7 separate regions of the Mus musculus genome follow, and all the other regions are linked to region 1. A link is a contact called in public HiCAR-type, HiChIP or PLAC-seq and promoter capture Hi-C data. All regions are on one chromosome and are shown on one strand. The core of a region is the stretch at or near the end of the contact, and the rest is flanking DNA. Distances in the headings are between cores, read along the strand shown.

Region 1 (3,871 bases), core at 423-2,922:
TGCCACCACTCCCATTTATCTGTCACCACATAATTGGTGCTTACTGGAATCTCCTGCCATGGGTACAAGTGTTCATACAAGTGTTACATCCACATAATGTAAAGCAACATAAATAAGAGAGGGGGGAGCAAGAAATTTTGAAGGTGGCAAAAATTCTGAGACTCCCTAAATTTAATTCCAAATGACGCCAGAAAAGATACCCAGTTAACCACCACATCCTGACCCACGCATAACACAACTGTTTCTTCCTATATGTGCTGAAATCTTCACATAAGCTCCATCCTAAAACTTCCTGCTTTGTGTTACCCAGCACAGCTTTAAAACAAAAAGTTACAGTTTTAATATACAGGTTTTAGCTCAAGAGTTAAGAAAAAGCCGGGCGTGGTACACGCCTTTAATCCCAGCACTCGGTAGGCAGAGGCAGGCGGATTTCTGAGTTCGAGGCCAGCCTGGTCTACAAAGTGAGCTCCAGGACAGCCAGGGCTATACAGAGAAACCCTGTGTCGAAAAAATACAAAACAAAACAAAAAAAAAAAAAAGAAAAAAGAAAGAAAGAAAAGAAAAAGAGAGTCACTCAGAATAAAGACAACCAGAAAGCAAGGGTGTGGGCTTCTAAGAGAGTGTGGGTACCAGCTAGCTCCTCAATAGGGAGCCACAGCTCACTGTATTTTGCCTGGTGTTCAGATAGCTAAAAAGAGAGAAAGGAAACGCTTATGTCTCATAACTCCGATAAGGAGACTTAGCAGATCTTTGCAAACACCTGCCCGATAATTACTCTATAGCTGAGTAAATCCTGTGAAAACAGAACTTGTATTCCTTCCTCAATTTTAATCACAAAAATGTTTTTGGCTTCTAGGTCCAGCAGACAAAGTTCCTAATTGCTATCTAACCCGGTTGCTGGTAACTGTGGAGCCTGGTCCTTTAAAGTTACCATGTGCGATGTCTCCACGGATTCAGAGAACTGTGCCTCCGTTATTTCATGTGTATTCCCTGGAATACATGTGTGTGGTCCAAAACTATCAAACTGTACACTTTGAAGTCACTGTTCTTTTAGCCAAGCAGTGACCCGAGCCTATAATCCCAGCTCGCAAGTTCGGGGATGAGTCCACTATACGTCAAACTCAAGATGGCAACATTCCGCAAAAAGTCAATTTTTAATAACAAAACCAAAAGTCCCCCGCTATCCAGCCTCGCGTCTCTTTAAGCTTTCCTTCAATTTCCAGGCTCACACCCAGCTACTCTCTTTCCGAAAACAAGTCTCGCCAAGACAGCGAGACCCAGTCTCCAAAATATCACAAAGAGGTTCACAAACTTTAAGCTCTAGAAGCGTCTGGTCCACCTCCGGTCCTCACTCCTCCGCCTTGCGGGAGTCCCGACTGGCGACCACCAAGCGCGCGGTCCCCCAGGCCCGGCCGGCGCAGTGAGATTCGAACCCTCCCGCAGCCCCCTCCCGGGTACCTGCCACCGGCTGACCGCGCCGCGGACAGTTCAGCCACCGCGGCGGGATCTTGTTGTAAGCCATGTCTGTGCCGCCTCGCCGATAGCTCCACAGCAAACCAGCCCGGACCCCAACGGCAGCAGCTCTACCCGGGTCCTCAGCGGCGCGCCACTTTCATTCAGGTTCGACTCCGCGGCTCCCGGCGAACCCACAATGCACTGCGACTTCCGCCCCAAAGGGCCCGCCCCCTTTCTTCCGAGGTCAGGCGAAATGGAAGCCCCGCCCAAGTGAGGGAGGGGAAGCTGCTGAGAACTAGATAGGCGGTTCCACCTGGCCCGCCCCCTTCAGCCCCGCCCCTGTATCTCAGGGCGCCGGCCTCTGCCACGCCCCGCCCCTGTTTTGCCTTTGTGAGTACTCTAATGACTGGTGTCTCTTTTTTTCCATCTAAACCGGAGAAACCCCCAAAGTAGAAGGAATCCAAGCTTCTTTCCACCTGTGGACTGACCTGCTACATTCAGAAGGGTATTTCACAGGTGAAAAAGTGCTTTTCCGTTAATCATAGCTCAAATTTGATGTCTCTGCTGGATCTGGGTCATTTGAGAATCCTCCCTTTACCTGCATCAAAAAGTCCGGAAAACCAGAGTCTAGGTTATTATAAATGAGTTTTCTTTTTTTGGCGAAGTGTAGGGGACGTGCTTCCGACGACCCATAAAACATCAAAAATTAGTTCCAGAAGCCTTAAGACTATCATTTCTGGAGCAGATGGTTTTGATGTGGTGTTTGTTTGTTTTGTTTATTGCTGGTTTTCACCTTTTTTTTTTTTTTTTTTTTTTTTTTTTTTTTGGTTTTTCGAGACAAGGTTTCTCTGTATAGTCCTGGCTGTCCTGGAACTCACTTTGTAGACCAGGCTGGCCTCGAACTCAGAAATCCACCTGCCTCTGCCTCCCGAGTGCTGGGATCAAAGGCTTGCGCCACCACACCCGGCTTCGCCCATTCTTGAGATTTAAAACACCATATGAAAAGCTGTAGCTATAAGCTTGGTTGTGGGCCACTAGGAGCAAGCTGGTTCTTCCTTATAATCCCTTCAGTCATCAACTTGACATGCCTGAGAAGAGGAAACCTCGATTGAGGACCTAATTGACCTGTGGCCCTGTCTATTGGGCATTTTCTTGATTGCTAATTGTGGTGGTTTGACTGTGCTTTGCCCATGGGAAGGGGCACTGTTAAGTATGGCCTTATTGGAGGAGGTGTAGCCTTGTTAGAGGAAGTGTGTCACTGTGGGGTGGGCTTTGAGGTCTCTGTGTGTGTGCGTGCGTGTGTGTGTGTGTGTGTGTGTGTGTGCACGCGTGCGCGCACGCACGCACGCTCGCACATGATCAAGTCTGGCAGAGACAGTCTCCTCCTAGCCGCAGTTGGATCAAGACATAGAACTCTCAGCTTTCTCCAGCACCATGTTTGCCTGGATACTGCCATGTTTCATGCCTTTATGATAATGGACTGAACATCTGAACCTGTAAGTCAGCTACAATTAAATGTTGTCCTGGTCATGGTGTGACTTCACAGCAATGGAACCCCAAACTATGACACTAATCAATGGCAGAGAGCCAAGCCATTCCTGATCCGATGGGTTAGTGGTTCTCAACCTTCCTAATGCCGAGACCCTTTTAATACAGCTCCTCATGATATGGGGCCCCAGCCATAAAATTATTTTTGTTGCCACTTCATAACTTAATTTTGCTACTGTTATGAATTGTAATGTAAAAATTTTTTAATTTTTGAAGATAGAGGTTTTCTAGGGACTTGCAACCAGGAGGTTGAACACCAAAATCAACTGGCAAGGCTGTATAGGGAAGCTAGCTGAGCAAGCCAGGGATGTCAGCCTGAGTTTCTCCAGAGTTCCTGCCTTCAGGCTCCTGCCCTTGCTTCCTTTCTTGATGGACCAAAAGGCCAAAGAAATCCTTTCCTCCCGAAGGAGCTTTCAACCAGGGTTTGATTTACAGTGACAACAAAAGTAATCAAACGAAGGCTCAAAAGAATAAATCTAAATCCTACCTCTGGCCTTAGGTGAAGGGAGGCACAATCTGACTAAATTTACAGCTTTTTTTTTTTTTTTTACTATTGATCCCACCCTTTAGAGTGTCAATCATCTGACCAGGAGAGCTGCTAGTTTGCCTAGGCAGGCCTGCTGAGGAGTTGGAAGGAATAATTTCTGCTTATTCTCCCCCTAATGAGATACTGTATTTACATACCCAAAGTCCTCCCCCCCCCCCCCCGTAATAGAGTTACTTAAAGATTTTCACTAATTCTCTCTGCTTTCTGCCTGTTTCTTAATTTTAAAAAAGCATAACTTTTCTTTCCTTCTGATTGCCTTTTTTTTTTTCTAATATTGGTCAAAATCGAAATCGTACCCATGCTTGCTTACCCTGACATTAC
Region 2 (3,871 bases), core at 688-3,187, 1.6 Mb before region 1:
GGTAAGCTTCCTAGCCTTTAGTTATTGTACAGTCCTTGCATTTACTGGTGCATTGGCTAATCACATATTTCTTTTGATAATTTTCATTGGAATCCTAAAATAGCATACATTGATGGAACTTTAATACCTGAACTATATATATAACCTGGGAAAATGAACTGCAAAATTTAAAATCTTAAGCAAGGAGGGTACAGGGCAGCTCATTGGTAGAGTATCTACAGGGACTAGGGCAAGACAAAACAGCTACCTTCATTTGTTTCTTCAACTCTTTTTCACTGTTCAATCCAATAGAGGAAATCCTTAGCCTTACAGTGTGCTCCCCTGGTCTCATGTACATGCAAGCATTAGAGGATTCTGTCTTGTTAATGTGCAGTATTGATGCTGTTTTCTGTAAGGTTGCCTTGTGCTTGTTCATCTTATGTAATGATTTAAAAGCATGCATTACAAAACATTCGCTGGAACAACACAGTATTCAGAGAACATTTTCCACTAAGTGTCCTCCTCCCGTCACCTGTGAGGACTAGAATCACATCTGGCTTTATTATATACATTTCCTGAAAAGGCTACTGGATACGGTAGAAATTATGTTTTTGAGACCCAGCATTACAATGTAGCCCGGGCGGACTGGACCGGGAGACCCTCAGCTCCAGCTTCCTTCGTGCTGCAGTTCTGCTAGAGCCAACCTCCAGGCTGGTTGTTCATTTTAGATAACTATCCTTAGAAAAATACAGTGCAGTCAGAACACAACAGTAAAATGACCAGGTGTGTCAACGCTGTTGTTTGTTTTAAAAGGATTCAGTTGTAAGGCAGACATCTTGCCTCTTAAATAAACAGTAGGTTGTGGGGTGTTTTGTTTTGTTTGTCTATTTGTTCTTGCTGACCTGAAACTGGCAAAATAGTGTAGTCTCTGAACTTCTGATACTCTGGCGTTCACCAGGGAAGGTTGAGATTAAACAGGCAGTTGCGTGCCTTTTGCCTGGTTTATGCAGTGAACGGAGCTAGGCAAGCACTCTGTCAACTGAGTCACACCCCTAGCCCTCAAACACTGGGTTTGTTATTAGTTTGATTATGAAATTTATGGTTAAGCACATTGATTTTCCGACTACCTCTTATTCTACCCCCTACTCCTTTAAATTTGTAAGAACTCATCTGGCATAGGCTGGAGGAGGAAATATTATGTAGCCAGGGATGAACTTTTGAACCTCTCGTCTCCGAGTGCTGAGATTACAACCGTGCACACAACACTCAGCTCTCTTCTCCAATTCTAATGCCAAATACTGTTTTCGTCTTGCAAATAAAATACGGCTTAGAAGGCCACCTGTTTTGCAGCACCAAGAGGAGGGTTGCTACTGGCATTTATTTGACATCCGTGTTCCTTTTTTTACTTTAGCATCCTTAATTGTGTTCTTTCCTTCGACCTACTTTCCCAAACTAAGATTCGGTGTGGATTCTTGTAACGCGTAACGGTAACCAGATTTTAGAAAAGCTTTTGTGCCTTAAAAACCACCGGGTTACAACATTAATCATTTCGGTCTGTTTGAATTCTCTCCACACTATTCTTTTCTTGTGTTCGCTGCTTGATTTCCCAGAATGAGAATTGAACCTCTCATTTTGTTCTGACCCAATTGTTGTGTGTGTGTGCCCTCCAACACCTAGAGCGCTTGTTTCCAGGAGGCGTTCTCGGGTTGGCCCAGAACCAGGGCAATCACCAGCTCTCCACCCTGCCCTGGCCTCCGGCTGTTCCGCAGACCTTGCCCTCGCCCTGGCCCTGGCCCTAGCCGCCGCCGCAGCAGCAGAGGCCTCAGCTTCAGCTCGCTGCAGCACTGCCCCGGCGGTCGCCAGCCCCACACCCGGCCTTTGTACGTGCGCCCAGGCGTGCCAGCGCACCGGGCACGTGACCCCGCCGAACGTGGCATTGTGTTATCACGTGACCCAGGTGCGTACGCGACGGAGCGGGCTGCGAAGATGGCGGACGATGAGGCCGAGCAGGAGCGCCTGAGCGGTGGCGGCTGCGCGGCGGAGCTGCGGCGCCTGGGCGAGCGGCTGCAAGAGCTGGAGCGGCGGCTATGCGAGAGCCGGGAGCCCGCGGTGGAGGCCGCCGCCGCCTACTGCCGCCAGCTGTGCCAGGTGAGCCCCTCCCCCTCCGCGGGCCTCGGCGGCCGGAGCGCGGGCGGTCCGCGTCTTTGTGTTCCGCGGCCAGGCTGGGCCGGACGGCCTCGGGGCTCCGTGCACGCTCCCGGGCTGCGCCGCGGGCGCCGGGCTGCCCGCCGCGCGCCAGTCCCCCTGTCGCCGCCGGCCGTCGCGCGCAGTCGCTCGGCCTTTGTTGTTGGGTTAGGCTGCGACCGGAGGGTCTTTGTTGATGTTCTCGAGCCAATCCCGCCGGACCTGCAAGCTGGGAGTGGCGGCGGCGTCTGCGCTGCGGCCGTTCCTGCTGGCTGCTCTCCGCGGTGCATAGGAGCTGTCACCGTTCCATAGTCAGTCGTCCCTTGGGGGCGGCTTTACCAGTGCCTGTTTCGCCTTTACGTTCCGGAAGAGTACGATTTCCGGCCCCCCCCCCGTGCACCCCCACCCCCACATTTCTTGGGTTCTTTCCTGTTAAGTGTCTTTGGTTGACAAGGGATTTGTGCTTGGGTCAGTTTCAGATCTTCCCATTCTTTTCTTGCCCAAGGACATTGCTTTTCAGCAACGTTTTCTAACTAGGATTTAGAATGTTAGTAACATTCTAAATGTTATCTTATGACAGATATCAGAGTTTGGATCTCCATCTGGTCTTAAGACTCCCCAGTTAACGTGTGCTGACTATGGAGGGAGGGAGAACATTGATTAAACTGCCTAGTTGAGGCCGTTTTTTACATAAAGCATGAAACCTAATGGATGTGTCATGCTTAAGATTTTGTTTTGGAAACACTGAGATTTGAACAATGGTGGAGCATTTTAGGATTTCACAGGGATACTTTCACTTGCCAGCCTCCAGGTGCTGAAATCTATCTTTCTAGGGTATCTGATCACATACAGAAGCAGCCCCATTGCCGTATGCATTTTATGCTCATGCATTGATGGTTCGTTATTTAAAAAAAAAAAATAGGACCAAGGATGACTTGTCTGCAAATATATGCAGTCAGAAAGTTCGTCAGATCTGGAGGCCACATTACAGAGTCATTGTTTTAAACCTTAGTATTAAAGAAACTTTGAAATTTGCTATTTTCTATGCCCTGAAATTGCCCACCATCGTAAGCCTGAGAAATTATTTTAGTAGAATTTACAAATAAGGCTTTCATTTGTTTGTTTGTTGGTTTTTTTTTTTTTTTCCCCTGAAACAGGGTTTCTCAGTGTAGCCTTGGCTGTCCTGGAGCTCACCTTGTAGACTAGGCTGGCCTCGAACTCAGAAATCCCCCTGCCTCTGCCTCCCGGAGTGCTGGGATTAAAGGCCTGCGCCACCACGCCCCCACCACGCCCGGCCAAGATTTCATTTGTAAATGGAGTCCACTTCTGGAGGAGGTGTTTTGAGACAGTCTTTCCATGCTCTCCTTGCTGGCATTAATTTTGGGTAGTCGTCTTACTTCACCATCCCAAATGCTAGGATTACAGATCTGTGCCACCATGAGCAGTTGGGAGCAGACTAAAGTCTACTTTAGTTCGGGATATTAATTCCTTAGTAGAATCCACTGATGATTTAAGGATTGATAATACTGTTAAAATGAAGGCTCATGCGATAAAGAGTATAAGTATAGCTTTCTCTTTCGTTTTTGAGATTGATGCACAAGTATCACTGTGTGTGTGGTTGTGGTTAAGATGGTACTAGGTACAGCATGCTAGGTACATCACCAGGTTTTAAATTCTTCTTGTTTATTGTTTTGTCTTTTTTAAGACA
Region 3 (3,871 bases), core at 946-3,445, 1.5 Mb before region 1:
GGTGACGAATGTTTAGCCAGATAATTACTACTAATGGATATGCATGTAAACATTCTCTGTTGTAAACTTATTCGATTTATGGTTTGAATTTTGTGTAAACTTGTGCTGAACTTTTTACCATGGGATCATGTATTCTGAAAGATGTAAATAAGTGCTGAGGATAAAGAGAAGGGAGCAGTTCTCCTTGTCTCACTTCTCTTAGCAATTCTCTTTGTCCCACTTTTTTACATCCTGCCTTTTTCCTAGATCCCTTACCCACCTACCCCCCTTTTTACAAGCCTGTTTCCCCCTTTTTCTCAGAAAGCTTTCATCGGAAACTTTTTACAACTTAGAAATAAATGCTCAAATCACTTTCCAAAGTGTCCCTTTTTTCTTCCTGTGACTTCAACTAGCAGGATGAAAGTTAAAGCTGTGCAGTTCCTGCTGGAGATAGAACAAAGGCCACTTTACTTAATCTCCTCCTGTTTTAGGATGAGGTGCAAAACAGTTGCTCACCTCAGAAGATCTCAGAAGGCAGGTTAGCTACTGAAGCACAGTGACTTATAATTGAGATAGGAAAACGTATTATTATTATATAGTAACCCTAAGTGCCTTCTAAGACCAAATCTTATCACTGCTAATGCTCAAGGAGAGCCAGAACATGAAAGAAGATCTTCCAGGGCTGGCCCTGGGCAGGTTCACAATTGTCTTTAACTCTAGTTCAGGAATTCCATGCCCTCTTCTGCCTCCAAAGGCATCAGATAGAAAACTCACGCATAGACATATATAAACAACATATATATATATATATATATGATACTACCCGAAATAAATCACAAGGACTGTTAATCCCACAAGGCAAGAATAAGACTACTATCACAATTTTTGAGCTAAGCAGGCTTTATTAAATACTGGCCAGGACAAGGGACACTGCCCAAGGCCATATCCAGGAATCCCAGAGTAACAAATTACATTAGTCAGAAGCGTATACAATCAAAACTGACAAGGCTATATACATCCCACTTTTATGTAATCAGGGGCAAGTATACATCCTGACATATTTCCTGCCTACACCTCCCACCTATGTGTGCACATCCTGTGCAGCTGAGACAACCAGCCTTGTTTACAGAAGTGAAAACAAGTGGCTTGTTGTCTTACAGGAGCAACAGCTCCCAGCATTCCAAGAAGCTATCTGTTCTTGCCAAGAGGGGCTTACAGTTTAGAGACATTTCTGTTTTATGCCTAAAGCACACAATAATTTAAACTTAAAATATACCTTTAGCCTTCACAGGACAACTCAGGAGTCAGGATGGGAGGCCATAGAAAAGAGAGAGTAGGATTGGTTTTGAAAATTACCACAAACAATGTTCACATTTGTCAACTGATAATCCATTAATTATATCATATACTTTGGCTTGATGTCCTCGTAAAATAAGGCTAGGACTTATATTACTTAAAAAAAAAAAACCCGTGTTTGAGAAAATACTGATAATGTATGATTTTTGAAATTAAATATAAGCGAACTATTAATATCTATGTGAAAAACAAAATCGTCAGTGCTATCAGAGATCCCGTGAGAAGTCTCTTTAACCCCTGGAGATCTAATTTGGGAAACTCTGATTAGTAATCTCTGATCAATTTGAATGTGTTTTTTTTTTTTTTTTTTTACACAAGTGATGGTAGATGATCCCTGTCTCAGAACGGCTAGACTGACCACAGTCCCGGTTCTAAAGACTCGAACCCTTCACCACCACATGTAAAACTTCTAATTCCAGTCCCTTTTCTCTTAAAGCTCTTCTGCCACACCACTGCTCAACTAAAAGCACCCTATAAAGCCCCAGACTCCTTTTTGGCGATACTGCACTTCCTTCTCTTGGAGGCAGCTGGATTCTAGCCTGAATCTTTCCATTTCCATTAAGTGCCATTAGGTCCCATTTCCAATTCTGGATATCTCTTTATATAAATATACATGAAACCCACGAAACGAAAGCTTATTTGAATGTGAGAGGCTGAAAGTCAAAGGCCCCAAGAAATCAAACCAGACTGCTCATCTGGGTTCCAAAGCCAAGGGCTCCTGCAGTTCCAATGCCAGGGCTCGGCCCGGACCCCTGCTCTACGGCCTCCGGAGCATAGATGGCGCTGTGGTGCGGCTCTTAGAGCCCCGGCGGGAACGCGCACTGGTTGGGCGCGCACCGGGCGAACCGGAAGGAAAGTCCAGCAGCGGGCGTTCGCACGGGACGCCGGAAGTCTCTGAGCCTGGCGGCGTCCGAGCTGAAGCTTCCCCGGCTTCCCAATTGCCCAAGGTCAGGCTCCGCCAGCCCTCGAAGGGGAGGGTTGTGGTTTGCAGAAGATGCTAGGGTAGGTTGCCGGGAAGCCTGCCCGCCGACCACACAAGTTTTCACACTTGTTTATGAAGATTTATACTGAGCTCCGTAGGAGCCTGGGTATCTGACCGCGGTCTGAAAAGCTTTACAGCCTTCAGGTCCTTGCCACAGTGACACTCTTTCCCCAATCCATGAGTGGGGTAAATTACGAGGTGGAAAGTGGGTTTTGTGTGTGGTGTTTTTCTTTTTTCACTTTAAAGTTATATTTTACAGTAAAAACGATAGAGTTTATTTTTTAAAATCTAAGCGATCTCATTTCCCCACTGTGAGACAGGGGGCTGGCTGTCTTGGAACTCGTTCTGTAGACAAAGCTGGCCTGGAGCTCAGAGAGATCCGCCTGCCTCTGCCTCTCTAGTGCTGGGCTTATCTTAGGGTCCTGCGTCTGGTAGTACTTTATAAATGCAAAACACTTTCCTCAAAAATCAGTTTTGGAAAAAGATGCTGATGGAATAGGAGTCCACTACAATGGGAAGAATTGGATTATCCTACCCTAGTAGTGAAAAGGCATCGAAGGTAGGAAGGTTGCACACTATCTGTAGGATGACCGCTATTTTGTTAACATCTTTCCTTTTAAGAATGTTAACAATGTTAAATACACATCTGTAATATTGCAGTGTATAATATCATTCCTTTTATTAAGGTGGAATCAGAGTTGTCACTTACTCAAAAAAAAAAAAAAAAATTCCTTTAGAAGCACCAGAGTTGAGATTAAGCTTACTTAGTTCCCTCAAGCTATAAAGCCCTGATTCTTTCTCAAAGTTTCTCATATTAATCTAAACTATTGAAGGTGTCCTACTCCGGACTTTTACTTTCTTAAGCACTAAAAGAGTATAGTATGTGAAACATAATAACAAGAGTATCTATACTATCGTTGAATGTTTGGTCCATTTGAGGCAGTTCTCTATATATTTGAAAATAGAGTGCTTTTCCTAAACCAGTTCTCATTGTTTATATCTTCATACTTCCCCATACAATATAATATAGGTAGCTATGCCAATCTTGTTCTAGTGAATTTGGTGTGTACAGACACGGATAGTTCATTCGTTCACATGCACACATGTGCAGTATGTGTGTAGAAGCCAGAGGTCAGCCTGATGATGTTCCTCAAGGGCCACGTACCTTGTTTTCTGAGACAGAGTTTCTCACTGGGACCTGGGACTTACTGATCCCAAAGGGCTGACTGGTCAGAGAGCCCCAGAGATGAGCCTGCCTCCCCCACCCCAGCACTGGGAGTTTTATGGACATACCACAGCCTGGGTTTTATATGATGCTGGGGATTGATGCAGGCCCTCAGCACTGCTAATTAGTAACAATATATCGTCTGACAGTTATCAAGTGTTTATATAATGAGCTTCAGTGTTTTCTCCCTCATTGCCCACGAGTCCACCAGTCCAACCTCTTCTTCCCAACAGGCCCCTCTTTCCTCCCTCCCCCCTAACCTCCCTGTGTGCATAAAGTTATCTACCAGAGCAAGAACAGTTTATCAATGGGTATACCACTGAGGGAGA
Region 4 (3,871 bases), core at 615-3,114, 1.4 Mb before region 1:
ACCTGCCATAAAAGGAGAGAATTAATACCAGGGGTTTTCCTCTCTCTTCCACATTCACACCACGGCATGCACATGCCTGCAATCATACCATACACATCCTCCTCCTCCCCCTCCTCCCCACCCTCCTCCCCACCCTCAGCCTCCCTGTCATCATCCATCCTCACCATCATAGAAAAATGCATTATTTATTTGTGAAATGGAAAGTTAATAGGCAAACATTAACTAAATGCCTGATTTTTTACATTTTTTTAGAGAAACATTATTCCCTATGTTCTCTTTCTACCTAGGCTAATTTGCGCCAGAAAATTACTCACTCCGTCCAGACTGACCTTAGCCACATGAGAAGAGATAACACCTCACAGGTGTACCCTTTGAAAGAGGCTAGCACCCAGTCCAAGAGAGAAGGCAGCAGCCGAGTGCCCAGGCCCCAGATTTTCATAGCTGGCCTTCGTGGGGGACAAAGCAAAACAACCTATGGGGTGAAGGTGAACTTAACCAGAGCGGTGGACGAAACCTAGAGATGGACGTTTACAGGAAGCTGCTCCTTAGTGGCACGGATGGAGGGTTTAAAGTGCTGTGCGTGTATAAAGCTCATTTGCGGGGCTGGCACAGTCACTGGTTGTGTGACTGTGCACTAGGGCACCGTATCCTGCCTGACTGTTATGCAAATCTAAAAGCAGTTTCTGTAGTACATTTTTCGTTTTATTAAAATTGACAAGTAAAACTCTGTCCGCGTATTTGTTTTATATTTTAGACAAAGTTTACAGCATTAAGATTGACATTGCAATGCCAGCTAGATAGTAGTATGCTTATCACTGGAATAGAGGCTGCTTCTAAAACCCTACAAAATGTTAAGCCCTGACACTCTGAAACACAACGCTCTGCTTCATTGCTATTTAGTGATAACAGATTTCTATATCATGAGCCTTGCTATCTGGAACAAGTGAAGCCTACATTCATATGCTGCCTTTTAAAAGCCAGAGAATTGATATTTATATTTGAATTTTGGGCTCATTGAAAAAAATCAGAATGTCTGATAAGACTGGCTGGCATTCCAGCTTGATCCTTTTATGCTCTGTTGTCTGCCTCAGAGCCCGCTGTGGCTTAAGCGCTTCCCACTTCCCACTCTGCGGCCTTATTTGGCTCATAAGCAGTTGGGTTTTCAGGTCCTGAGAATTCCAACTTTTTAGAGGTATAGTTTTTTTTTTTTCCTTTTCCATTTTTTATTAGGTATTTAGCTCATTTACATTTCCAATGCTATACCAAAAGTCCCCCATACCCACCCACCCCCACTCCCCTACCCACCCACTCCCCCTTTTTGGCCCTGGCGTTCCCCTGTACTGGGGCATATAAAGTTTACGTGTCCAATGGGCCTCTCTTTCCAGTGATGGCCGATTAGGCCATCTTTTGATACATATGCAGCTAGAGTCAAGAGCTCCGGGGTACTGGTTAGTTCATAATGTTGTTCCACCCGGGGTTATTTTCTAATAACATCCTCTAGTCACAGTAACCATTAGAGCGGTTGAAGTGCCTGTTAATACAATCTAATTTTTCTGAGGTCTTTTTGCTGCCTGAAGTTACCAAGTTAAGCTAGACAGTGACAGTAAGGATGATGAAGACAGACACAGTACTTCCGAGCAGTATGTAATATATACTAAATTTATCCAAGAGGTAACCATGGAAGGCCGTGATGGAGTTGAAAGTTATAAAAGTCCGAGTTCTCGGAGCCTCTCTAACGGTCTTCACACAAAGGAATAATCGAGAGCATTTCAGAATCCTTCTTGCGGGGCCCATCCTCTCGGAGGGGCTGGTCTCTAGAAGGAAACGCTCGGCCACCTTGACTCCGCCCCCCCTCGGTCGACCGGAAGCTGCGGTTTTCCGAGCCCCCGCAGGACCGAGTCTCCCAGACTTGTCGCTCCGCACGCCGCGCGGCTTCCGCCGTAGCCCCCGCTTCCTCCTCGCGCGTGTGGTGCGGCGGGCTCTCTAGGCCGGTGCGTCTCTATGGCCGCAGGGGCGTCAGTTCCGCAGACTCTCTCGGCACCATGGCTCCGGCGAGAGGTGAGGCCGGGCTGCGGGCGGTCGCTAGGGAACGGCGGCCCGGGGTGTGCTGGCCGGGCCGGCTCTGGGGGCCGAGCCCTCCCTGCAGGGAGCGGCAGCGGGCTGCACCCGCACACCGGTGCAGTGAGCCGCCCGGGCGCCGGCCAGGTCCCTGCCTGGAGCGAGGCTGTGGTTCGGAGCCCTGGGCTTGAGGGCGCGCGCTGCTCCTCCCGATGGCGAGCCGTCTGGCCAGGGCTGTGGTGGCTGTCCTTTCAGGTTTTACGTAAGCTGGCCCCAAGGCTGAGGTTTTATTCTATAGCACTGTGGCTAGGACAGGCCAAAAGGCGGTGACGATTTTGTATTTATTTATTTTTAAAGCAGGAACCAACACTACATGGTCTCATTCTATAGCCCACGTTGGCTTCAAACTCGGGGAGATTTTCCTGCCTCAGTTTTACAAGCGCTGGGATTAGTGGTCTGTGCCCTCATGCCTGGCGACAACGTCGCTTTTTTTTTTTTTTTTAATTTTGTTTGTTTGTTTTTGTTTTTTCACCATTTCCCCAATGAGCACTGGCTTTAAGTCTAAATAAATGTTGGACAAGCATTTAAAGAATATCCTTTTGCGTGGATGTGAAATTATTTATCTTTGGGGGAGGGGATTTGACATTTAACATCAGGCGCCATGTAAGTTTTCTGTGGTGGTGGATTGTCCCATATCAGATAAGTCCTGTAGCATCCGGGAAGAGGGTAATAGGAAAAGTAGGGCGATTGACAAATGAACACTTAAAAGATGCAGCAGGCAGATCGGTACCCGCAAGGGTTGTTTACAGATTTAGACTTCTTGCCAGCACATACGTTGTTACATTTGGGTGTGTTGCACTTTTTTATCCTAATGAAATACAGTTTCTATACCTCCTTACATAGAGTCATCTTAACGATTACTCACCTGCTACTTCCTGCTATGTCCAAGCTTTCAGGTATGACAGTAATAGTCCCCCTAAAATGTAACTGGAAAACAAAAGGATAACTCCAGACTGACTCTTCTGGGGGATATTCTCCACCCAGAAACAAATGCCGTGGAAGGTAACAGATTCTCCACAAAGGGGGTGCTGGATGATCAGTGGGCCAGGTTTCTAGTTAATGGCGTGATATGATTTGAATTCTTAGGATAGTTTAAAGTAGCTGCGTACCATGAATATTTATATTACCTGGGAACGTTGACATTCCTAATCAATGAAGTTTCATCCTGGAAAATGAAGAATTGTAGAAGAAATGTTTTGATCTTATGGTAAACTGAAATGTAAGTGGAAATCATGGTTACAAGGATTGGTTTTAAAAGTTGAAATGTGCTTCTAAAGTGGTATTACAGACCAAAGTCATCTATGTTTTATAGTATCCAAACTTAGACTTTTCTACTTTGATTAGTAATTATTTTCAAGAATTACATTTGCAGACCTTTTCATTATGGGTGTCTTAAACAAAACAAAACAAAACACCATGATATGGCTTATGCCTATTAATCCCAGCACTTAGGAGGCAGAGGCATGCAGAACTGTATCAAGGTCAGCTTGCTCTACATAGCAAGTACCAGGCCAGCCAGAGCTACATAGAGAGACCCTGTCTCAAGGAAAGGAAAAAAAAAAAAGTATGTTTTCTGGAGTTAAACATCTTTAGTATTTAAATTATCTTGCTTTTTTTGAACCAGGGACCTTTAACACAGCCCCCCCCCCCAAAAAAAAAGTGATTTGAGTTTTCACTTCTTAGTTATGAGAATATTGATAATTTCAGGTCATGGATGGCAGGCAGTCTTTCTGTAGAGAGCTGTTAGTCTCCG
Region 5 (3,871 bases), core at 525-3,024, 1.3 Mb before region 1:
CTGTAACCAGCCTCGCTGATGGTGCCATCAATCTATTTTTTAAATGCTTTGCTTTACTAATATCACTCTTTGTTCTGCTGCTCCACGAAACTGCATCCATACTGGAACTATGGAGATTGGGGAAACGTGAACCCATGTTGCTGGTCCAGTCAGTCAAAGTTGGCCGCAGCATCTGCTATCCTTTCTTCCCTCTGAGTGGAGAGCCGGAGATCCGTGTGGACAGTGGTTATGACAGGTGTTAATTTCCTGCCATGGTAAAACTAAAAGCTGGTCACATAAACACAAGAACAAAGAAAGCAGAGGCTAACTTAACTAATGGCTTACAGAGCCTGCCAAGAGCTTAAGAGCATTAACACCTGCAAGGTCTAAGGACAGACCTTGCCTTCTTGGGATAAAGGTCAGCAGAGAGTCGTGGTTAACAGCTAGAAAGGACGAGTAAAGATAGAGAAGGGTCTTTAAAGCATGGCCGCTTCCTTAATTGAGCAAGCTGTGCATAAAAGCCTGCGATCATCTCTTTGGTGAGCCAATGGGGCGTGCACAGCCAATGGAGAAAACCTGAGACACCGGCACCCTTCCCCACCCTCATCCAGCCACAGGCTCCCCAACTCTGGATTTCCCGTCCCTCATTCCGGAGGATAGGCCTGCCTTAATAAAAACAGTTTCACTCTGCCTCTGTCTTCTTTCTCTCTTGCATTTTGTCTTTCCCAGACAGTCAGTTGTTTTTTGCTTGTACCATGCAATGAACTCAGCTAACAGCAGAATTGCCATTACACCTGCAGCTCCCTGGCTAACCAACCTAGCTAAACGGGTAAACTCCAGGTTCGGGGAGAAAATCTGCCTTAGGGGAGAGGGGGGAAAGGTGGACAGTGACTGGAGGAAACACAGGCAACCTGTGGCCTGTCCTCATGAAGGAACATACAAACACAGACACACAGATAACACATTAAAGTCATCTCTGTAGGCTGGAGCTTAATTCCCACAGAACTACCTAAGAAGTATATGCACCATCTTTCAGAATTGTCTAAAACAACCCAGCCACAGCGGGCCTAAGTCTGTGCTAGCACTAGCAAACTCCAGGCAGGATAGGCTGCGCTAAACACGCGAGGAGTACAGGTCAAGTGTCTTTCTCCACCTTATTTGAGGCAGACTCTCACCGAACCAGAGGCTGGAGCCACCGGTTTCTGTTTCCACCTCTCAGAAGTGTGGTTTCAGACTTCCTTAGCTATGCAGGTTTTTCAACCTAGGTTCTGGAAATTCAAACGCAGGCACAGATGCTTGTATAGCAGGCACTTCACCCGCGGAGCCATCTCCGCAGCCCTTAGCATGCCTTTTAAATCATCTATTTTATCCAATGGTCTCCAAGTCCGGATTTAGAGCTTTTCCTCGGGAGAGCATCGCCTACAGGTTTAGTAAGCTACAAAATTTCTTATTCGAGATATATCCTACCAGGTTATTCATGAGAGCAAATAAAGGGCATAAACGAAGGAGGAACATTAATTTCTACAGGGTCTAATCATGGCCTCTGGACAGTCCGCCCAGGTTAAAGCATTAAGAACGGGAAATGAGAAGACAGTGAGCACTCAGGGCTCTCGAGGATCTTCCCACTCCGCAGCGCAAGGAGGAGGCAGGGTCGGCCTAGGCTGCACCCTCCGGCCCTGGCTCCCGCTGGCTCGCCGCTCTGGACTGTACCTGACAGGCGATCGACCTACGAAAGCCACACGCCATGCCTCCCTTTCCCGCACGCCCCGCCTCCGCGCCGGAAGTCGCCTCTGCTTCCGCCAGGGCGCGCGGAAGTGTGGAGTGCGCATGCACACGGGGCCGCGGACTATGGCCACCTCCTCCGTGTCTAAGGTACGTGGGGGTGGCGCTCGCCTCAGATTCGCGGTGCCTGTTTGGCAAGTCCGACGAGGTTTGATGGGCATCAGCTCTGGCTCCGCGGAGAACAGGACTCGGGCGGCTTTGCCCAGGTCCGGGTTCGAGGCAAGCTTTGCTCTGGGCAACTAGGCCATGGCGCCAAGGCTAGGAGAGCGGCTGCCCCCAGAATGTGCTGCGTCCTGCCGCTTCCCCCACTCTTCCCCCTCCATAAATTCACACTGTGCTTTAAGTTACCGAGATGCAGATGGAGGCAAAAATAGATTTCTGTTCCCAGAAATACTCATAAGCAGCTGATCTTGAATTGGCTCATTAGCAAGGAGAAAAGTTCTAAGAGAGGAGGGACGAACCAAGGTTTCTGGGAGACCGAGGAAATTCTTGGAGAAAGTGACAGTTTGGCTAAGGTCTGAAAAATAAGAATCTTGGCAAAATATAAAGCATTAGTTTGGGAGAGCAGAATAAGATGGTCTTTGCCTTAGAATGTAGAAATAAAAGAGCGTATTAAGTAAAAAGAGCAGTTTAACCCGTGAGTGGAGAGAGGAGCATTAGGAAAAACCAGAATAAAAATGTAATTCAGATGAGTGTTTTGAGGGGTTGTGGACTACTCGATGGCAAAGGAGTGCTAGTCAAATTGTAGTTTGTAAGAGGAGAAATCCTAGGCTTGTATTGCCCCCTAGGAGCCTGTGGCTACATCTGGAATTAAGATAACTTAAAATTAAGTTTACCATTAGCAACCATATTTCAAGAATATCAAACAGGGCAGCAGATGGAAAAGAAAGGTCTATTGGTCTGTGCTGCTATGCCTTGTAAAGTAAGACTTGACTCCTGTTCTAAGAACAGAAGGACACTCCTGAAGGAAGCTGAAATAACAGACTTCTGAAAGGTTTCGTAATTGGGGCTACAGGGGAACACTGAAGTGGGCTGTCTTCTTTTATAACAGGTCTGTTAGGGGTGATGTTAACATCAGAATCAGGCAGGCAGGCAAGCAGGCAGGCAGGCAGCAACACAGCAGAGCCAGTGAAGGGAACTCTGGCCCACGGGGCAGAGTGAGACCCCTTCAGTGTTTTTACGGGGTGAACCCGCTGGAGGACATTGAAATGCTCTCTGGTTTTGGCGCACAGCCCACTAGGTTGTTGCTGGAGGTAAGCAGCGAATGACTCCTCAGTTTGTGAAGTTTAGGTGATAGATATACACTTTTTCTAACTGGGCATTCCTGAGGGGAGATGGAGCAGGGAAGACAAGGATATAAAGGCAAGTCATTTTAGTCCAAGAAACGCAACTGCCGCTTAAAGAAATTGTCACAGTTCAACAGAAATGGAGACACTTTACACATGGTACGGTTCTGGCTGAGGGTTAAGACATTTGAGAAGTGTGTTAGTGATGAAAGGTAACGGTGCACCAGACATTTAATTTTGATTAAAATGGTCAATGACAAGCAGTACCCCCAAAGACTACATTTCAAAGAGAACAAACACTGTGGTTTAATTAATTTTTTGGAGGCATGTTCTCTCGATGTGCCTTTATCGGTTTGCAACTCTATATGTAGATCAGGCTGAACTTGAACTCTCCTGCCTTCCTGAGCCTGCCAAGTGCTAGGATTAAGGGTGTGCACCACCATACCCAGTTCCTAGTTAAAGACTTTTGTGGTTTTTTTAGCTTTATTCCTATTTTTATTTTTCCTTGGCTACAAAGTTCCAGATGTTTTGAGTGCCCTAACTCCTAATCCTGTTTGTTGCTTAAGACTTCATTGCGTTCTCTTTTCTGGTGGTGAATGTAACAATGTGGACTTTGTGCACACTACACAAAAGCTTTACCACAGCTGCTTCTCCAGCCCTTCCAGAGAAGGAGAATTTTTTTTTTTTTTCAAAAAGCCATCATTTCTATAAAACTTGGAGATGATAGTTTTTTCAGAAAAGCACTTTTCTTTTTGCCCTAATAGAAATATCTGTGTTGATAATCATGAAAGAAATATTATATAAATAAGAACCTTTAAGGACAA
Region 6 (3,871 bases), core at 470-2,969, 1.3 Mb after region 1:
GCTGACACTCAGGAAATAACTCTAACAGCTGACAAAAGGGATCTCATCAACTTCCAAAGCTTCTTCACAGCAAAAGAACAGCTAAGCTGGGCGTGCTGGCCTTTATCCCAGCACGTGTGAGCAGAGACAGGCGATTAGCTGTGACTTTGAAGCCCACAGGGTCTACCATAGTAAGTTTTGAGGCCAGAAGTAATATACACACTGTGAGATCCTGCTCCTCCTACAAACCAACCAACCAACCAACCAACCAACCAACCAACCAACCAACCAACCACTAACAAGTTAAATACAGTCTATAGAGTGGGGGGAAAAGTCTTTCATGGCTGTGTATGTATATTTATAATAAAAATAAAAGAACAAAAATAAAACCCTGAAGAAAGCAAGCAGCCAATCAAATCAGTACGCAGACTAATGATTAGACAGTTCTCAAAAGATGTAATACAAGTGGCTAATAAACACAAGAGAAATGGCCTGGTCAAAACCAGCCCTGATTAGGTCCTAGGTCCTAGAGAGGAGTCTAATGTTATCTTGCTATATTAACATGTTATCAACCTGCTTCTAAATAGTGATATTTATTCCTATGGATTAGAGTGGCTTTCAACCCTGGCTAGAGAAGATTCTTTTTGAAGTTGTAGTATTTAACTCAGGGAGGGAGGGAGGGAGGGAGAGAGAGGTTAAAGTGTTAAGGATCAGTAACTGTGAGTGCTCAGTCCTAAGTGGGACAGCTGTATCAACAACCTAAGAAGGCTCAGGGAATATCACAGAAGAGGAGAAAAGAATCCAAGAACCAGAGGATCTCAGGAGGCGGTGAAATGCTGGCTGATGGACAGGGTCTAGGTATTCCACTCATCAATCCATTGCAGCTGTGGCTACCCACACAAGATCAGCCAATCAATAAACCAGCATAGAAGGCGAAGAGGCTCATGAGGCCCCACCCTTAGCTGAGCAAGTGATAGCTGCTGGAGGAAGGGGAGTTACAAGCATTTTCCTTGGAGGGGTGTGGCTGCTGCTAGGTTGCCCAAGCGTGGTGGCTGATCCAAACCCTAGGGTTTTGGGGAACAGTAACTGGATTCAGTGGGTCACAAAAAGAAGACAAAGGAGGAAGGGGCATTGGGGAATGGATCCAAAAGGAGTAGGATAATCATGTTGGGGATGTTCAAGATATATTGTATACATGCATGAAACTGTGGAAGAATAAAAGATACTCTTATGAGGAAAACATGGAAATTGCTCAACCTCACTAGCCACTGGGGAAAAATGCAAATTGGAACTTTGCTGTAATCTCACTTCAGCTGCCAGAAGAGTACCCTTATGTACACTGCTGGCAGAAATGTAAACTTGTCAGCCATTGTGAAATCACTACAGAAGATCCTCAAAACATTAAAAACACTAAAATAGGCCCCTGGATGTTTACCCAAAGGACTTCTGTTCGACAAGCGCATCACAGCAGTACTTCCACATCCATGTTTACTGCAGCGCTATACATAACAGCTGAGCTACAGAACTCACTGGGATGGCCAACAACAGAGGATAAAGAACATGCCACAGGTATACACAATAGAGTTTCCAGTGTGTCCTTTGTAGGAAAATGGATGCAACTGGAAACAAGTTAAACTGGTCTTAGAAAAGTATTTGTTTTCACTCCTTTGTGGTTCTTTAACTTTACAGATACATAGAATCACGTTTGTGTAAGACATCAAAGTAGAAGTGAAACTGTCTAAGAGGAACAATGAGGACTAAAGGAAGGAGGGTGGGTGAAAAGAGTGGTACGGGGTATGTTCATTATGCATGAGATACTTTTGTGAAAATGTCCTTTCACGACACAGTCATGTATCAGGAATACACACAATGGAGACTAAACGCAGATCTGAGACATATTTGGGAGGAGTTGGAGTAGGGTTCGAGATGGTCTAAATATACTGTATTCACGTATAAAACATTATTAATAAAAAGTAGAAAGTCAAGTAAAGATGCTGGTGGTCATTGTTAGCGATATGGGAATTGTAGTTACTGAAAAGGTCCAACAGGAACAATCATGATACAAAAATCACAGAGTGAAGTACAAGAACACATGCTTCCAACTGGAAAAATCTGACTATTTTTAATATACGTGTTTAGTATGTGGGAGGGAAAAACACACACAGGGTAAAGCACTTAGTCTCTGCCATAACACTCCAAGGGCATTTCGAAAGCTACTGCCAAGTGGTTGATTTTATAAACATGAAGATCTAAATAATGACATCATGCTTGTCTTTGTAAAGATTAATGCCTCAAGTCAATCCATTTTGTATTACAAGGAACTAGACTGGTCACCTGTGGAATCATCAGGGGTCCACGGGTGACTGCGAGCTGGCTTCTCTGAGGTTGGTCCTGAGGTAGTGATCATTCTGACACTAGGGCTGGATGACCGGCTGCTCACCTGTGAAGAAACGGTAGGAGGAAAAGCTGTCACTTTTTTCTTTTTTTAAAAAAGAATTACAAGACACATCTTCACATCCAATAAGAGGCAAACATTTTCAATTTTTACTAGTAGATGCCTAAGACTCTTGAAAGCAGCATTCTAAGTATATAGTCAGTGTATATCAAATTCACTATGCATTCATACATAGCATCTCTTCAAAACTTACAGAGAAATAAAGCCCACAAAACAAAAGCGGACGGGTAGCCCTTAAGCTGCCAATGCTAAGACTTTACAACCCTGGATCGTCTGTTATGTTGAGGAACTAGTAACAGAGCCACCAATTCTCTGTAGGATGAGAAGGCCTGCTTAATCCCCGCTCAAAGCCAAGGCTCGGGAATGCTTTGTTCTGTGGGAAAGAGAAAACTAGCAAAAAATGAAAAACCTTCCAATAAAAGCAGTTGGCAAGCCCAGCATGGTGGCAGACAGCTGTGATCAGCACTTGGAGGCAGAAGCAGGAGGAACATGAAAGTCCCTTGTACAGGGACACGAAATGAAGGAAGACAGAACTGAGCGACAGTATGAGAAATGAGACAGACGCATGTCCCATGTTTCACATGGTCAGATATGGTCAAATTCCAGAAAACAGACAAGCAAAAAATAGAAGTGGCCTCCCGAGGGAAATGGCAGCTACAGGTGAAGTGTCCCTAAGTCAACAGATCTGAAATTAGAAATGCTTTGAAACCTGAAACTTCCAGTGCTCACAAGATGCCACAAGTAGAAACTGTGTACCTAACAAACACCTCATGTGACTGAAGCCATCATTTAAGTGACCTGCAGGCGATGCATATTGTACAGAGAAAACAAATGCATGGCAAGTTCAGGCCTGGGCCTTATGAGCCAGGTGTCCCATCACATACATGTGTATATTTCAAAATCTGGAAGAAAAACCCTCAAAGCCAGAAACACAACCCATTTCATGCTTTTCAGAAGAAATATTCAACACGCACTCACAAACCATGAGCTTCAGCCACCACGGAAGCCAGAGAATGCTGGCAGAAGACTGCCCGCAGCCTGGAACAGTGAAGAATGTGCTCAGAACAGCATCTGAAATGATAAGCCTCACCTTACCTACCTCACAAACTCCTACAACAGGAATGTCTAAGCAGGAACTTTACTTAACAAGAATTTTTTTTTTTTCCTGGACCAAAGGGCTAAAATTCAGTTTCCTTGAAGAAAATCCTGATAAGAATGGGTACTAGTCTTCTCCATACTGAAAACAGTAGGTAAGAAGACAGTAATGAACTTACAAAACTACCAAACAACACAGAAATATAATCTACAGCATCATAAAACCAGGATAAGCAAGAACATTGCTTTTAAAATGCTTGGGTTTTTCAGGAAAAGCAGGCTTGGTACAAATGTTAAAATCTCCAAGGTATTTACTACAAGTGGCATGATCTAACTTTTCAC
Region 7 (3,871 bases), core at 530-3,029, 1.3 Mb after region 1:
GGTACAGTACTTCCCTAGTGTGCTCCAGCCCTGGTTTGATGCCTAGGACCATGTAAACCAGGTTATTGCTGTAATCCCAGCATTAAGGGGGTGGAGGCAAGAGATCGGGAGCTGGGAAGGGAAGGGAAGGGGGAAGGGGAAAGTGGGAAGGGGGAAGGGGAGAGAGGAGGGGGAAGGGGGAAGGGGGAGGGGAGAAGGAAGATCAATCTACTCTTGCCAAAGTTATGCATTTCCAGGGAATAAAATAAGCTTGCAAGTACCCCAGATCAGTATTTAACCAGGAAAGACGGACTCTCAAAGGGAAGGGTTTCCTCTAACCCCTACCCACAGTGCTCTCATCTTGTTCTGACACAGACTGGTAGAAGCAAGTCATGAGCACGCACGTGGGTACCGAACCCAGATGAAGATGTGCAGTTCTGGGCTACATTTCCACGAGTGGGACTAACGTCAGCAGGCTTATGCTATCTGAGCTTCCAAAGGATTCTAGGATCTAAGCAAGCAGGGCTCAACCCAGAGGCACTGAGGAGGAGGGCCACTCCCCTGATGAGAACCAGAGTTGTCAGAACTGAGTGCAGAGATCAGATTTTCCCAGCCCTTTCTCTTTATCTGGAGCACAGTACCCCGTCCACCCCCACCCCAACCCCACCCTGAGCACACACACACCTTCACTTGGGATCAGAGCCCAACCATTACTGAATTCCTTGGTCTTCAGGCTGGCCCCATCTGACCCAGTGTCCCCTGGACTGGAACTTATAGAAGACTCCTGTTTGGTGGACGTGGCTAGGCATACCTGCATTTGGACTTCATCAAAGCATTCTGAACTAGAACTTAGGATCGGTAGGCACAAGGGACAGGATTCTGTCACAGGGTCCTGTGTTTTATATATGTATGCATTGAGACAACAACAGTTTTCACTCAGGCAGACTCGGTTTAAAATTCAAGTGCTTGGAACAAGCGCTAGTTGTTATTGAGTGAATGAGGTAATCTTCATAGAGAGTTCGGCACAGCACTTACTGTTTATGTAGTACGTACTAATACTTATAATACTAATAATTATAACTCTGCTTGGGGCATACGTTCCCAGAGTAGCTTGCTCAATTACCCTCAGAGATGTTCTCCTCTGGAACAAGGTTCTTAGGATCCAGTTGGGGGAAATTTTTGCTCCTAGAGAGAGAGAGAAATGGCTCATTGCTGAAGAATGCTTGCTATTCTTCCGGGGAATCCCATTTTTCCGAGAGATTCTAATTTAGTTCCCAGCACTCGTGCCTTGCTGCTCAAAACCTCCTGTATCTTCAGTTCCAGAAACGCTAGCAACCTCTTTTGCTATCCATGGTCACGCACACACATGTGATGTACATACACACAAAAACATACATTTTAAAAATCGCTTCTAGGAAATTCCCTACTTCTGAATCGGGATTTTCCTTTGAACATCTGGTCCCGACAGGGAAGTGATTTGGATGCTGGTGACCTGGATGGAGCTCGTAGAATGAACCCACTGATCCAGGGTGCCGGAAGTCAAGCTTTTTTCTCAAATCCCTATAGTCAATTTCCCAGAAGGCTCCACGGTGTTATCTCCCCAGCAAAACGATGAAGCCTCTGGAAGGGGCTGGAAGTGCAGTGGAAAGTCCAAGTGGCCCAAAACATCGAATCAGACACCAGAAACCCGAAGTTATGGAAGACAAAAAAGAAACAAAAACAAAGCCAGCCTCATTAGTAGCGCTGGCTGTCGCTACCCTGTCAATAAAGGGCCTTTGAAAGTCTGTGCTTGTACTGCCATCTAGTGGCTAGAGAAGGCATGGCTGGAGCCGGTAAGGTCCCGGGCCGTGCTATGTGAAGGTGGTTCATCTTCCTCTTGAAGAATTTATGGATAGGCATATTGTCGGAAGCTTTTAATGATTATTCTCTAATTTTGCTTCATAGTGTCTGCAAATCACTGACAAATTTGTATGAGAATCATAGAACAGGGGCAGTTTACGCATCCGGCGGTCCAGTTGGGGTCTAGTTGGCAGAGTGTCTTTGGGGAAGGGAAAAAGCCCCGTTTCTCTTGGAGCACGGGAATCCGCAGAAGCAACGGCGTTGCCTCAGTAGCTCCGTGCTGGCCTAGCGTGAAGGAGGCCACTCACTATCTCCAGGTAACATCTTTGTGTCCTCAGCCCTCTGGTCTCTGACTTACTTGTAAATGCATGTCCCTTGCTTCCCTTTTAACTCCTGCTATCACGTTTAAAAATCCCTCATTTGAGTCCTGAGGGCTAGCAGAAAGAATGGAAACAGGCAACCTCAGGAAATAGGAGGTTAGGGGGACCCCCCAGAATATACCAGAGACCTGGGAAGTGAGAGACTCCCAGCACTCAAAGGGAGGGACCTTAGATGAAATGCCTGACAGTAGGGAGAGGAAACTTATAGAGCCCCCCCTCCAGCAGGAAGACAGGACATCAAGTGAAAGATGGGGTTGCCATTCCACAGTCACATCTCTGACCCATAATTGTTCCTGTCTGAAAGAATTACAGGGATGGAAATGGAGAGGAGCCTGAGGAAAAGAAGGTCCAGTGACAGGCCCAAAGTGGGATCCAGCTCAAGGGGAGATCCCAAGGCCTGACACTATTACTGAGGCTGTGGAGCGCTCATAAAAAGGGACCTATCATGACTGCCCTCTGAAAGACCCAGCAAGCAGCTGAAAGAGTCAGATGCAGATATTTGCACCCAACCAATGGGTTGCTGCTGACCCCTGTTGTTGAATTAGGGAAGGCTGAAAGAAGCGTAGGAGAATGGTGATCCTGTAAGAAGACTAGCAGTCTCAATTAATCTGGACCCCTGAGATCTCTCAGATACTGAACCACCAGCCAGGCAGCATACACCTACTAATATGAGGCCCTCAACACACATACAGCAGAGGACTTCCGGGTCTGTGTTCATTCAGAGATGATGCACCTAACCATCAAGAGACTGTAGTTTAGACGTCAGGTGGGGTGGGGGATGGGGACATTCATGTGGAGACATGGGAGTGGGGAGGAGGTGTGGGATATGAAACAGTCGGAGGGGGGATGAAGGGTGAATAAAACATGGACTGTAAAAAAAATGAATTAAAGAAAAAAATCCTTCACTTGATTTCAGGGAAATATTCCTTATCTGCGGAGGCTCTCTGGATTTTAGATGCGGGCTCGTTCTCTTGAATCACTGGCCCTAAGACTATCAAATAGCGCTTTCCATGGGCAGCCTTCTCCTCAGTGGTCACACTCACAATGAGAGTTAGGCTCCAGTGTCACAGAATCTGGGCCCTGTACCAAAGTGATAGGTTCAAAAATCTCCCCCATGTGTTAAATTGCCTTTTAGGGCAATTTAAAACTTTCTTATATTTACTGACTTAAAAAAAAGAAGAAGAAAATTCAAGCCTGAGACAGCTGAATGGCTCACTGGGTAAGCCTGACACCTGAGCTTGATCCCTGGAGGGAGAGAACAAACTCATAAAGTTGTCCTCTGACATGGTCTCTCTCTCTCTCTCTCCCTCTCTCTCACACACACACACACACACACACGCACACACACACACGCACGCACGCACGCACGCGCACATGAGCACAACTGTTAGATTATTTTTACAGAGTCAAATGTAGCACTATCTCATTGTCGTCACGGCGCTACGGAGGCCGAGCTGTGAGGATCCTTAAGGCTTGCTGGCTGGGAGCCGGAGCTGCTGAGTTCCAGGTCTCATTGAGAGACCACCAAGTCTCAAAATGCAAGGTGGAGCTGGGGAGATGGCTCAGTGGATAGAGTTTGTTGCAAAAACATGAAGACCTGCCTGAGCTCAGATCCTCAAAATCTACATAAAAGCTAGACTTCAGAGCTGCCTGGCCTGTCTAGCTGAAATGAC

What was found. Promoter capture Hi-C pulls out the DNA fragments that hold promoters and counts their contacts. HiCAR-type assays count read pairs that join an accessible place to other places. HiChIP or PLAC-seq counts read pairs in DNA pulled down with a chosen protein or histone mark.
Region 2: a contact with region 1 is called in a promoter capture Hi-C map of pre-B cells. The contact joins the promoter of Zfp292 here to the promoter of Rngtt in region 1. A contact is called at or near these places in 10 of 39 promoter capture datasets (the 3T3-L1 cell line, 3T3-L1-derived adipocytes, the C10 cell line and 6 more), 1 of 115 datasets of contacts at active chromatin or transcription factors (pancreatic cancer cells) and 1 of 9 other capture datasets (pancreatic islet).
Region 3: a promoter capture Hi-C map of pre-B cells shows a contact between it and region 1, with 3 times the contacts expected there. The contact joins the promoter of Smim8 here to the promoter of Rngtt in region 1. A contact is called at or near these places in 15 of 39 promoter capture datasets (the 3T3-L1 cell line, 3T3-L1-derived adipocytes, the C10 cell line and 10 more), 1 of 115 datasets of contacts at active chromatin or transcription factors (large pre-B cells) and 1 of 9 other capture datasets (liver).
Region 4: a contact with region 1 is called in a HiCAR-type map of astrocytes, with 4 times the contacts expected there. The contact joins the promoter of Slc35a1 here to the promoter of Rngtt in region 1. A contact is called at or near these places in 15 of 39 promoter capture datasets (the 3T3-L1 cell line, 3T3-L1-derived adipocytes, the C10 cell line and 10 more), 1 of 484 Hi-C or Micro-C datasets (pre-B cells), 2 of 115 datasets of contacts at active chromatin or transcription factors (astrocytes and fibro-adipogenic progenitors) and 1 of 9 other capture datasets (adipose tissue).
Region 5: a promoter capture Hi-C map of liver shows a contact between it and region 1, with 7 times the contacts expected there. The contact joins the promoter of Orc3 here to the promoter of Rngtt in region 1. A contact is called at or near these places in 13 of 39 promoter capture datasets (the 3T3-L1 cell line, 3T3-L1-derived adipocytes, the C10 cell line and 9 more), 3 of 115 datasets of contacts at active chromatin or transcription factors (embryonic forebrain, embryonic limb bud and stem cell-derived neural progenitor cells) and 2 of 9 other capture datasets (adipose tissue and liver).
Region 6: a contact with region 1 is called in an H3K27ac HiChIP or PLAC-seq map of large pre-B cells, with 9 times the contacts expected there. The contact joins the enhancer-like site here to the promoter of Rngtt in region 1. A contact is called at or near these places in 7 of 39 promoter capture datasets (the C10 cell line, the HPC-7 cell line, cranial neural crest and 3 more), 4 of 115 datasets of contacts at active chromatin or transcription factors (bone marrow-derived dendritic cells, large pre-B cells, memory CD8 T cells and 1 more) and 1 of 9 other capture datasets (liver).
Region 7: a promoter capture Hi-C map of liver shows a contact between it and region 1, with 3 times the contacts expected there. The contact joins the enhancer-like site here to the promoter of Rngtt in region 1. A contact is called at or near these places in 6 of 39 promoter capture datasets (the 3T3-L1 cell line, the C10 cell line, hippocampal neurons and 2 more) and 1 of 484 Hi-C or Micro-C datasets (regulatory T cells).

What each region holds. Positions count from the first base shown.
Region 1 is chr4:33,308,112-33,311,982 of GRCm38.p6, reverse strand. It overlaps Rngtt (RNA guanylyltransferase and 5'-phosphatase), which reads right to left and starts at 1,672. Exons shown (of 16, transcript NM_011884.3): 1 at 1,459-1,672. The coding sequence starts at 1,522.
Region 2 is chr4:34,881,014-34,884,884 of GRCm38.p6, reverse strand. Zfp292 (zinc finger protein 292) reads left to right here and starts at 1,937. Exons shown (of 8, transcript NM_013889.2): 1 at 1,937-2,127. The coding sequence starts at 1,966.
Region 3 is chr4:34,776,690-34,780,560 of GRCm38.p6, reverse strand. It overlaps Smim8 (small integral membrane protein 8), which reads left to right and starts at 2,195. Exons shown (of 3, transcript NM_001330757.1): 1 at 2,195-2,282.
Region 4 is chr4:34,685,431-34,689,301 of GRCm38.p6, reverse strand. Slc35a1 (solute carrier family 35 (CMP-sialic acid transporter), member 1) reads left to right here and starts at 1,864. Exons shown (of 8, transcript NM_011895.3): 1 at 1,864-2,058. The coding sequence starts at 2,043. It overlaps Cfap206 (cilia and flagella associated protein 206), which reads left to right. Exons shown (of 13, transcript NM_001347062.1): 13 at 288-728. The coding sequence ends at 518.
Region 5 is chr4:34,612,845-34,616,715 of GRCm38.p6, reverse strand. Orc3 (origin recognition complex, subunit 3) reads left to right here and starts at 1,774. Exons shown (of 20, transcript NM_015824.4): 1 at 1,774-1,851. The coding sequence starts at 1,807. Rars2 (arginyl-tRNA synthetase 2, mitochondrial) reads right to left here and starts at 1,759. Exons shown (of 20, transcript NM_181406.4): 1 at 1,690-1,759. The coding sequence starts at 1,725.
Region 6 is chr4:32,008,864-32,012,734 of GRCm38.p6, reverse strand. Map3k7 (mitogen-activated protein kinase kinase kinase 7) reads right to left here. Exons shown (of 16, transcript NM_172688.3): 13 at 2,314-2,419. Among named protein-coding and RNA genes, the nearest start is that of Map3k7, 47 kb to the right of the region's middle. Within about 2 kb of position 1,719, at least 41 of the 459 cell types and tissues checked have an H3K27ac peak or open chromatin away from gene starts, as enhancers often do. A contact at or near this core is called in bone marrow-derived dendritic cells, where this site is marked.
Region 7 is chr4:32,053,224-32,057,094 of GRCm38.p6, reverse strand. No RefSeq gene overlaps it. Among named protein-coding and RNA genes, the nearest start is that of Map3k7, 91 kb to the right of the region's middle. Within about 2 kb of position 1,779, at least 122 of the 459 cell types and tissues checked have an H3K27ac peak or open chromatin away from gene starts, as enhancers often do. A contact at or near this core is called in liver and regulatory T cells, where this site is marked.